Linked DNA regions of Gossypium hirsutum: region 2 is linked to region 1. The links are chromatin contacts, called in public Hi-C maps. All regions are on one chromosome and are shown on one strand. The core of a region is the stretch at or near the end of the contact, and the rest is flanking DNA. Distances in the headings are between cores, read along the strand shown. Region 1 holds the start of LOC107893145 (ruvB-like 2). Region 2 holds the start of LOC107899345 (60S ribosomal protein L26-1).

Region 1 (4,666 bases), core at 51-2,550:
TAGAGATGGTATAAAGGAACGCTACACATGTTGATCCCTAAGACATACACGTTGGAAGAAGCTACCCGCAACCATAGCAAAGAATGATCTACTTATAAGCTAATTGAGTTTAACCTTCTTCATCCCTACTCAGAGCTCTTAACATGCAGCATCCAAATTCTGAATAGAATCATCACTAGATAGCTTGAAACATGTAAATCAAATTCACCTAATTGGTTAATTCTTCCAAAATGTTACAGGTTTCTCCACCCAGGCATAGTTTTTGTTAATCTATTTATGTTTTACTTCAGAAGCAAAACAGCTGATAACAGCTCTACGCTAATTTCAGAACAATAACAGATAAACAATGGAAGAACCACTTTGCATTCTAGTTACAGAAAAAGTTAAAAAGACTCGAGAAATCATATTAAACACGGCAACAAAGCTGCAAATCTGGAAAAGGGTACATTTTTTGCCAAAGATAAGCTCGAATTTACCTGCTGTTAATGACATCAATCTCATGAAGCGTAACACAATGGACGACTTCTTTTCTTTTCTGCAGCTCTCCGTCTGGACATTGCACGAACTTTGTTTGCGGGCCCATAGCATCGTAATCCCTCGACCTTGAAAATGACCTTCCAAGCTTCGTTATTTTCCCTGAAGCTTTATCAATAGCTATCACATCTCCACTCTGCACTTTCTCTTTCCCTAATGCCTCGATCATCTTCGCCCCTAAATCGTAAACGGTCTCCATGTCCGTCGTTTTAAGCGTTAATTTTCCAGTTTTTGAAGCCGCCCCAGAAACTGCCGGCCGGTCAATCTGGATTTCAACGACTTCGCCTTCGATTATTTCAGTTTCTTCCTTGATTCTTACTCCGATGGACTTTCGAAACGCTTGCATTAAAGCTTCGGTTTTCGACATCTCAAGGGAGAAGATTTCGCTGCCAGAGAGCATAGAGAAAGGGGTTTCAAGGCCAAGGGATTTCGCCATGCCCATGGCGATGGCGGTTTTGCCGGTTCCAGGTTGGCCCGCTAATAAGATAGCACGGCCAGCAATTTTACCGTCTTTGATCATTTGGAGGATGACACCGGCAGCTTTACGAGCTTGTGCTTGGCCCACCATCCCTTCCGAGACGTCACGGGGCTCCAGAGAGGAGTCGAGGCCTAGGCCCCGTATGTGGGAATGAGCCCCAATGCGTTCGATTCGGGTCAGGTCTCGGCTCTCGGAGAGTTTCAGCTCCGCCATTGGATGATTGAGGGAGGGAAAGGCAAGGTTTTGGGTTTTGTGAGAAACTGAATTGAAATGGAAGAGAATGATGATGTAAGCTATTGATAATGCCTGTGTTCTGAACGCTTGTTTTCAGTTTTGGGTCTAGGGTAAAGTTCTAATTTTTGAATTTTTTTAGAGAGTGATGAAGAAAGCTATTAATAAAACTTGTGTTCTGAAGGCTTGTTTTCAGTTTTGGGTCTAGGGTAAAGTTCTAATTTTTGGATTTTTTAGAGTTTGGGCCTTCGGCTCCATTTGCTCCTTGAGCCCAACATTAGCTATGCAAATCGTGAACAGTTCAGTCCCCATGACATTGCTTAGTAATGATCTGCTAGAGCATTTTGGTCGAGGAGTCTTGTTTCTATCAGCTCTTTTCCCCATTTTACTAATAAAGCAAAGCAAAGATAATACATTAGGCTCCAAAATGAATCTATTGCATTTGCAGGCATGGTTGTTTTCTAGATTCTTGACCAATGAATCTATATTTCATTGGTATTTTCAAGTTCATGAATCTATTATTCTTCAACTACATCGGAGTTCTAACTGGTGGAACTACCCGAGTCTTCACAACAAGAACCCATGTTAAAGGACTTAAATTATTAAGCTTGATGGCAATTCTCTTTGACTAGATTACTTGGTGCTCTTTGTCTTGACCAGAATGCTCACCTTCAGTGGATTTCAGCCCCTCCTTAGCCAACCTTTTAGCTATCATCCTCTGTTTCAGCTTCTTCTTGGTACTACAATCACCTTCCTGCTGATCGCCTAAACAAACACCCCAAATCAATGAATTTATTTTAGTCTCCCATCTGGTTAAAGAAGAAGAAAGACCAAGTTAAAAACTTACCAGGTTTGTCACTTGAAGCAACTTGTTCCTGTCGAGCATTTTCTCGAACACCTTCAGGCTCACATTGCAATGAACCCACTCCATCTTTTTTAGATGACGGTAACAAAGGCCCAATTATCTTCCCACGACAAAAAGCATCTTCTTTGAGCTTTTTCTTTCGAAGTCTTTTCCTTTGAGCTCTACTCAGCTTCTGAGTCTCAGATTGACTTCCGTCATCTTCGTCGGCAGTCTTTGGGGAACTACACTTGTCCTCCTCAGAATCATCTGCCACCCAAATTTGATTACATTTTCTAATCTAAATTATTTGATGTTAAATAATTTTTTAATCACCTGGGAAGTCGACAGCCCTCTGTGATGTGATCAGCTGTTTCTTTTCCTCTTCCTCCTCAGATTCCGGTGGAGATGGCGGTGGATAGAGTGTTCTAAGAACAGCCTCATGGAATCTTTTTCGTTTCTCTTCACGTCTCATTAAAGACCACTCGTTCGCAGTATCCGGTGTGTGTTAAAACTTGGACAATTGGTGAATATTCTCTTCAAGTCTCGTTGAAGACCACTACTTTTGCAGTATTGTGGGATTATTTTAGAAATATTTTCGTAGCAGGATTAATTAACAAATTTCAATCGAGGAGATTATGGAGTCAGGGAGTGCATACCATTTGATAATAAATAATTAATACATAATTTTTTTTCTTTTCAGTTAGAACGAGTAATACGACTTGAATTTATATCAAACGAATATTAAATATGTGTTTTAAACTATTTTAGGTTGTATTTAGTTATACTTAAAAAATATTTTCGAAAGAAAAGTTATGCGAAAGAAGTAACTTTTAATTGAAATAAGTAGTTTTTCAAAATTACTTTTACTCTAAATCTAAAATTTTTAGCTTTTTTTAATCAAAATCACCTCTGAAAGCATTATTATTTTTTTCCCTCTATTTTCTTTCAACCACTTTTCATTCACTTTAAATTACAAATGTTAATATAAAATTTTTAATATTTATATTTAGTATATAAATATTACCTCTTTTTTAAACTTTAATCTAAATACATATAATATTTTAATTTATTAGGTTTATATTTTCTATGTTATGTTAATATCCAATATGGGTTATATTTTAAATTACATTTTAAAATAATATCATTAACTAAAAAAACATTTCTTACAATAACAAAAATGTGTTAATATTTAATTACAAATATTTAAAACATTGTTTTTATATTCTAATTAAATTTTATAAATAATTAATATTAATTACTTAAAATATTTAAAATTTATATTTTATATATTAAAATATTAACAAGTTATAATAAATTATTTTTTTATATTCTTACTAAAAGATAATAATATTAACTAATTTGAACATTATTTAAATGTATATTTGTTACTTTATAATACTATATCTAAAATGAATATTTTATTTCTCAAAAGCACTTTTATTATTATGTTCAAATTAGTTAATATTATGATATTTTATCAAGAATATAAAAAATAATTTAGACTTACAACGGGAGTTAGTATCATATTGACTGGTGTATGATTTTTTTAACTAAAATTTGTGTGTATTTATAATCTATTTCAGTGTACTATTTTCAAATTTATTAATATTTTTGAAAAATATTTAATATATGTATATAAAAATATTTATAAATATCTAACAAATTATATTAAATAAATTACAAGTATAAAATATTAATGCACAATTGATGTATAAATTACAAATATAAAATATATGTATTTTTTAATATCATTCATGCATTAGTGTTAAGGGCCATAGATCAATGTTCGTGACCAATGCGCACGGAACGTCCCATGTAAGTTAACAGATGAAATGGGGTTCATTCGACCCATTGAAACTAGCCGAATTGGTGGAATGGAAACAGTAGTCCATCTATTTAAATCCTGGTTGAATTGAAACGCTTCAGTAAATTGTATTTTACTAAGATAATTATTGTAAAATCCTAAAGGATAAACACGTATAGAATTTAAGTATCTTAGGACTCTCTTATTGTAGATGAGAACTAATCTTAGCAGCTGATGTAAATCGATTTATACCGTTGATTCTGTGGGAGCTCAACTATAAATAGATGCCTCATCTTTTTTTGTAATCACTTTTCATAGCTGAATATGTCTGAAAGCATTTACCCAAACATTTGGTGAGCAATAGTTTCCTTTGAATTTTCTGTTATTTATTGCTCTTTCTGTTCGAGTTGCTTTCATTATACTTCGGTGCCTTAGAGAAATTCTGTGAGAATTTTCACTTTTGCGAGAGTTAGGCTGATTTAGACGTATTTGAAGCGAAGGAATCGCCTAAGACTACACGAATTGAGAGACAAGTCTAACATCGATACAGTAGCTGATGCATAATATTTCAAACCAATGTGACCGATACTTACTAAAATTTTAATTGGTACGAAAAAAAATTATTACTCGAACTATATACAGTGAATAAAATAGTCGTAACCATTACAGAACCACTACAATGGTTAGATCTCTTTTTTTCTCATAAGAAGAAAAAGAAATGAAGGGATTAAATTGGTGAAATCGACATTGGAGTTGTGATAAAACTATTGTGGTC
Region 2 (4,925 bases), core at 1,617-4,116, 800 kb before region 1:
ATTATCTTTGAATTCCAAGATTTGTTACTGGTTGTTGCTCTGAATTTATGCACATTTTGTATTTGATCTCAAGGTATTGTTGGGTGAAATTGATGTTGTCTGACCAGTTGTTATGCTTTGAAAGGAATTAAGAGGGCATTTAATCTTGTGCTATGCTTTTCTACTTCTCTAGGTTTTTTTTTTTTTTGATGAGCTGCTTGATGTATCTGCTGAACCTTAATGTATTTTAGTTAACCTGGATCCTCGTGTTCTGACTATTATGGAACCATTAGAGGATATCTAGATTCTCTGAAACCAAAACATTCCACTGGTATTTATTGGCTAATTTCCTTTTTCCTTCAATTCAGGCCATCACATCAACTTCTCTAAAGAAAGGAGGACTTTCTACTGGGGATGTTGCTGCACTATACAAGTACAAGAACACTCAATTTGATGTCAAAGTTGATACCTGACTCTAATGTAGGTTCTTACATCCTTGGTCTGGAAACTATTTGCCTAGTTGAGCCGAGAATCTCATTTTTTACATTGTTTGGACAGATATCGACGACGATGACATTCACTGATATTCTTCCCTCCACTAAGACTATTGCGTCATTCAAAGTGCCTGATTATAACTCTGGCAAGGTAGGAATTTACCTCTTATAAGCAGAAATTTTTCTCAGGATAATGAGTTTTGATGTTTGAAAATGGGAAGTTTCTATCTGCTATCTATTTTGCAGCTGGAGGTTCAGTATTTTCATCACCATGCAACCTTCACAACAACTATTGCTCTGTACAAGACGCCAGTTGTTGATGCCACAGCAACCATTGGCACACCTTCTATTGCTTTTGGAGCAGAGGCAGGTTATGATCCTACCAAAGGCAATTTTACAAAGTACACTGCTGGTATTAGTGTGACAAAACCAGATTCATGCGCTTCCATAATTCTGTAAGCTTTTATAAACTAAACCATGAATCGAATAGAAAGTAAGCACTTTCTAATCTTTTGGCACTAATTCCTTTCTCTCTTTTTATTTTTATTTTTTTATTTTATTTTTTAAATCCAGAGGAGACAAGGGAGACAGCATAAAAGCATCTTATGTGCATTATCTGGACAACCTGAAGAAGAGCGCTGCCGTGGGCGAGATCAGCAGAAAGTTTTCAACAAATGAGAACACGTTCACTGTTGGAGGGGCTTACGCTGTTGATCATCTCACACTGATTAAAGCTAAGCTCAACAATCATGGGAGGCTTGGAGCATTGCTGCAGCATGAAGTCATACCGAAGTCATTGTTGACGGTCTCTGGTGAGCTTGACACCAAGTCCTTGGACAAAAGTCCTCGCTTAGGATTGGCCTTTGCTCTGAAACCCTAATCAATTATTTGCAACCCAATGATGCTTTTAAAGATTTGATTACGATTTTTTTTTGTGGTGATTTAAAATGGGGGTGTCAATAAGTTGCTCCACAGGCGATTAATATTCATTTCTAGGTTCGCATTTCCTGTGTATGGATGATTGATACTTTCGGCTTTCAATGATTCAGATATTGGAAGTTTTGATCCGATTTGAGCCATTTTGACATTGGCACATTTATGCCTCCTTGTATTGAGTATTTCTTTGATTTGGTAAATGCTTTATAGCTGTCTTGATTTGCTACCTTTGAATGATCTACAAACGCTTATTTGTTCCAGTTGCCTTCAAAGTTCCTCCATACACAGTCCCCTAAAGCTTACCGGCTACTACCTCGACCAAAAGAAATGGTGGATTTCGAGTTTCAAGCTCGGCTTTTCTCCAAGTGGTATCATCCCAATCCCATGGACAAATGGATTATCAATGAACACCCAATCTAATGTCGTTTTGGATGCAAATGAACTCTTTGAATCCCTATCCCAATGGACTGTCAATGCTTTTCAAGAGAAACAGCTCAACTCTGCATATCCATATCACAAGCCATTGAATGGATGGTAGGTAGTGATGTAGCATTTCAAAGAAACCACTCAATTTGGTGTAGTTGTTGAATAAAATGATTGACAATACAAAAGCATTATGAAGACCAAAAATAGAATCTTTATAGCATTAGTTTCAGACAATGCTTAAACGTAGCAGATTCTTTGCACAGCCATTTCCATGTATTTAACATTATAAGTTCCATGCCTACGAATTTGATCATGCAACCAAATAAAATGAAAACAAAAATTGCAATATATAATAGCATTATCAAAGTCTACAAAATCCCAGATTCCTCATCCAATAACATGAAGATAAATACTATGAAAAATGATGTCCAATAGTTGCAAACTCCGTAAATTGTAACATAACAAAGGATATCATAGCAATGAAAAACAAGACAACCTTAATCAACACTCTGCATGATATCCTCGGCAGAGAACTTAGTACCCTTATCCTTATCAGCAGCAGCCCGTCCCTTAGCCTTACGGTCCAACAACGACTTCCGGTCCTTGTCCAGCCTCAGCTTGGTAATGACAACCTTGGATGGGTTAATCCCAACGTTGACGGTCGACCCGTTAACTTTCTCCCGGGTGATGCGCTCGATGTGGATCACCCATTTGCGACGGTAGACTTGAACAACTTTCCCTTCCCGGCCTTTGTAAGTCCCACGAACCACTTGGACCTCGTCGTCCTTGCGCACTGGCATGGACCGGACGTTGTACTTGGACCTCAAATCGGATGAGAGTGGGGCGCTCATCAACACACGGCGGACCGACGAGGGTGCCGTGAAATGGGCCTTGCGGCTCTTGCGACGAGAGGAGGAGACTCGTGGGTTGTACTTCATTTTTGCTGTGGGGAAAGGGGTTTGAATCCTCTTCGACTCGGCGACGGCCAACCTAGAGTTTGAGTAGTAGGGTATTGAGAGAATATATGGCGGTAACTAGGGTAAATTTAGGATTTGTTGGGCTTTAGGACTATTTTTCTGGGCCTTTTTGTGGGTTGTGGCCTAACTTGGATTTGGATTTTCCTTTTCCCTCTCCTATCTGATTAAGATTTTTTAAACCTAATATCGGTTTTGATATTTAATATATTTATGGTTTTTTTTAATTTTATTAATTCATTCAAAGCTATTAGATATTTATTTTTGAATATATTAAAAAAAACTAATAATTTATTAGCTTAGGTGCTATTTGATAGATGTTGGAAATTTTTTAATATATTATTTAAAATTAAATGTAATCTATCAACAAACATTTTGTGTAGTGATAATTGATAAGATATATTGCATTTTCAAACGGGGAATGTAAGTTTAAACCTTATAGACAATATTGTTAGAGGAGACAATATTAAATCTCGAGCAGAAATAATAAAAAGAATGTAAAATATACAAAATATAATAATATATAATTAATTATACATAAGAAATATTTAAAATAAAATATATTATCAAATAAAACGCATTATAAATCTAAAATAAATATTATATTGAGAGTAATTGATGGTTTATGTTTCAATGAAAGTTTTTTCTTTTTTCTTTTTGGATAAATGAGAATGAAAAAGTAGATGTTAAGTAAACTTAAAGATTTTAAACGATAATATAGTCTTGAAATAGTAAAAGAATAAAATAGATATAATTAAATGCATTCTTATTTTTAATATTTTAAATTAAAAAATACTATGTAATTTTTATTATAGATGATCTAATATGACAAATGTATTGACCTTTGAGTTGAAATAAGTTTAAAACTAGCATTAATTTAAAGCTTAGATTTGTACAATCCTTTCCTGCTCTTTCCAAAACTAGCCAAAAAAAAAAAATCATCCTAAAATATGTGTTATTTTGTTATTATCTTTTTTATACTAGCTATGAAATGAGAAAATAGAGGTATACCAAATATAGGTATGTGGTTGACAAAGGTTCTAGTTAATTTTGGAATTTCTTGAACTACTTCATAACGTACCAACCTTTGTAACCCTTCAAAGTGGATATGATCAATTTTCTCGTGCCATAGTTCCAAGTTAGACACAACATCACTATCACACATGATAGATTGAATCGCCCTATAGTAATTATCAAAGGTGTGGGCTCATTCCATAATCTTCTCATCAGATTTGGTGGTTATAATACATTTGTCTTTTGTAAAGTTGACAAGCATACCTTGGTCACATAGTTGACTTATATTGACCAAGTTGGCTTTAAGATTATTAACCAGCTACAGATTCTTTAATTGAGGCATCCCAAGGACATTTAAGGTTCCTTTTCCCAGTATATGAATTTTCTTCCCATCTCCAAATGTCACCTTCCCAGCAAGACAATTCACAAAGTTAGACAAGTATAATTGATATCATCATATGTATAAAGCAACCACTATCAAAATACCAAACTCCATTAATGGTAGACTTTTGTGAACAATATGCAACATGCATATATCTAGTCTCCTTTTTTACCTACATTCGTTTATATTTCTTCACAATTGATGTGCAATCGAAGTGGGCTTTTCCTTAAGCACTGTGCGTCTCCACCTTGGATCATGCAGTATCTTGAAACACCAATGCTTGATATGTTTAAGGGCCCCATAGTAATAACAAACCACTTTTGTGACAAATGAATACCTTTTTGTTATTCTTGATCAGCATGAGCTTTGAACATTCAACCAAAATCACCAAAACACAAACCTTCATAAAGGCAGTAGGATTCTGGACCATAGCCTTTCCTTCCTTGACATCCGTAGACCTCCCTTGCTTGGATTTCTCCTTGTTGCTACAAGGATTTCTTCAAGTTTGTTACTATTGGTGATAAATTTCTTGAGCATGAGTTTAACTTTAGTAAGCTCCTTTGTAAGAAGTAATTCTTTTGTTTCAACATGTTTAACCAATTTAGGGTTTTCATCCTTTAAATGCTTATTTTCTATAATAGTAGAGTATTGATGTTGTAAACTTTCCTCCACTTGCCCAACATCTCATTGTAGGTTTTCAGGAATTCCTCATCAGAACTA

The links. Hi-C and Micro-C count contacts between places; a contact is called where the count stands out from the background.
Region 2: a Hi-C map of leaf shows a contact between it and region 1, with 1.9 times the contacts expected there. The contact joins the promoter of LOC107899345 here to the promoter of LOC107893145 in region 1. A contact is called at or near these places in 2 of 34 Hi-C or Micro-C datasets (both in leaf).

What each region holds. Positions count from the first base shown.
Region 1 is chrA11:61,610,730-61,615,395 of Gossypium_hirsutum_v2.1, reverse strand. LOC107893145 (ruvB-like 2) reads right to left here and starts at 1,300. Exons shown (of 2, transcript XM_041081829.1): 1 at 477-1,300. The coding sequence starts at 1,225. LOC107957876 reads right to left here and starts at 2,772. Exons shown (of 4, transcript XM_016893490.2): 1 at 2,421-2,772; 2 at 2,091-2,354; 3 at 1,913-2,008; 4 at 1,266-1,631. The coding sequence starts at 2,559. The coding sequence ends at 1,564.
Region 2 is chrA11:62,407,431-62,412,355 of Gossypium_hirsutum_v2.1, reverse strand. LOC107899345 (60S ribosomal protein L26-1) reads right to left here and starts at 2,866. Exons shown (of 1, transcript XM_016825033.2): 1 at 2,159-2,866. The coding sequence starts at 2,773. The coding sequence ends at 2,333. It also overlaps the pseudogene LOC107899339.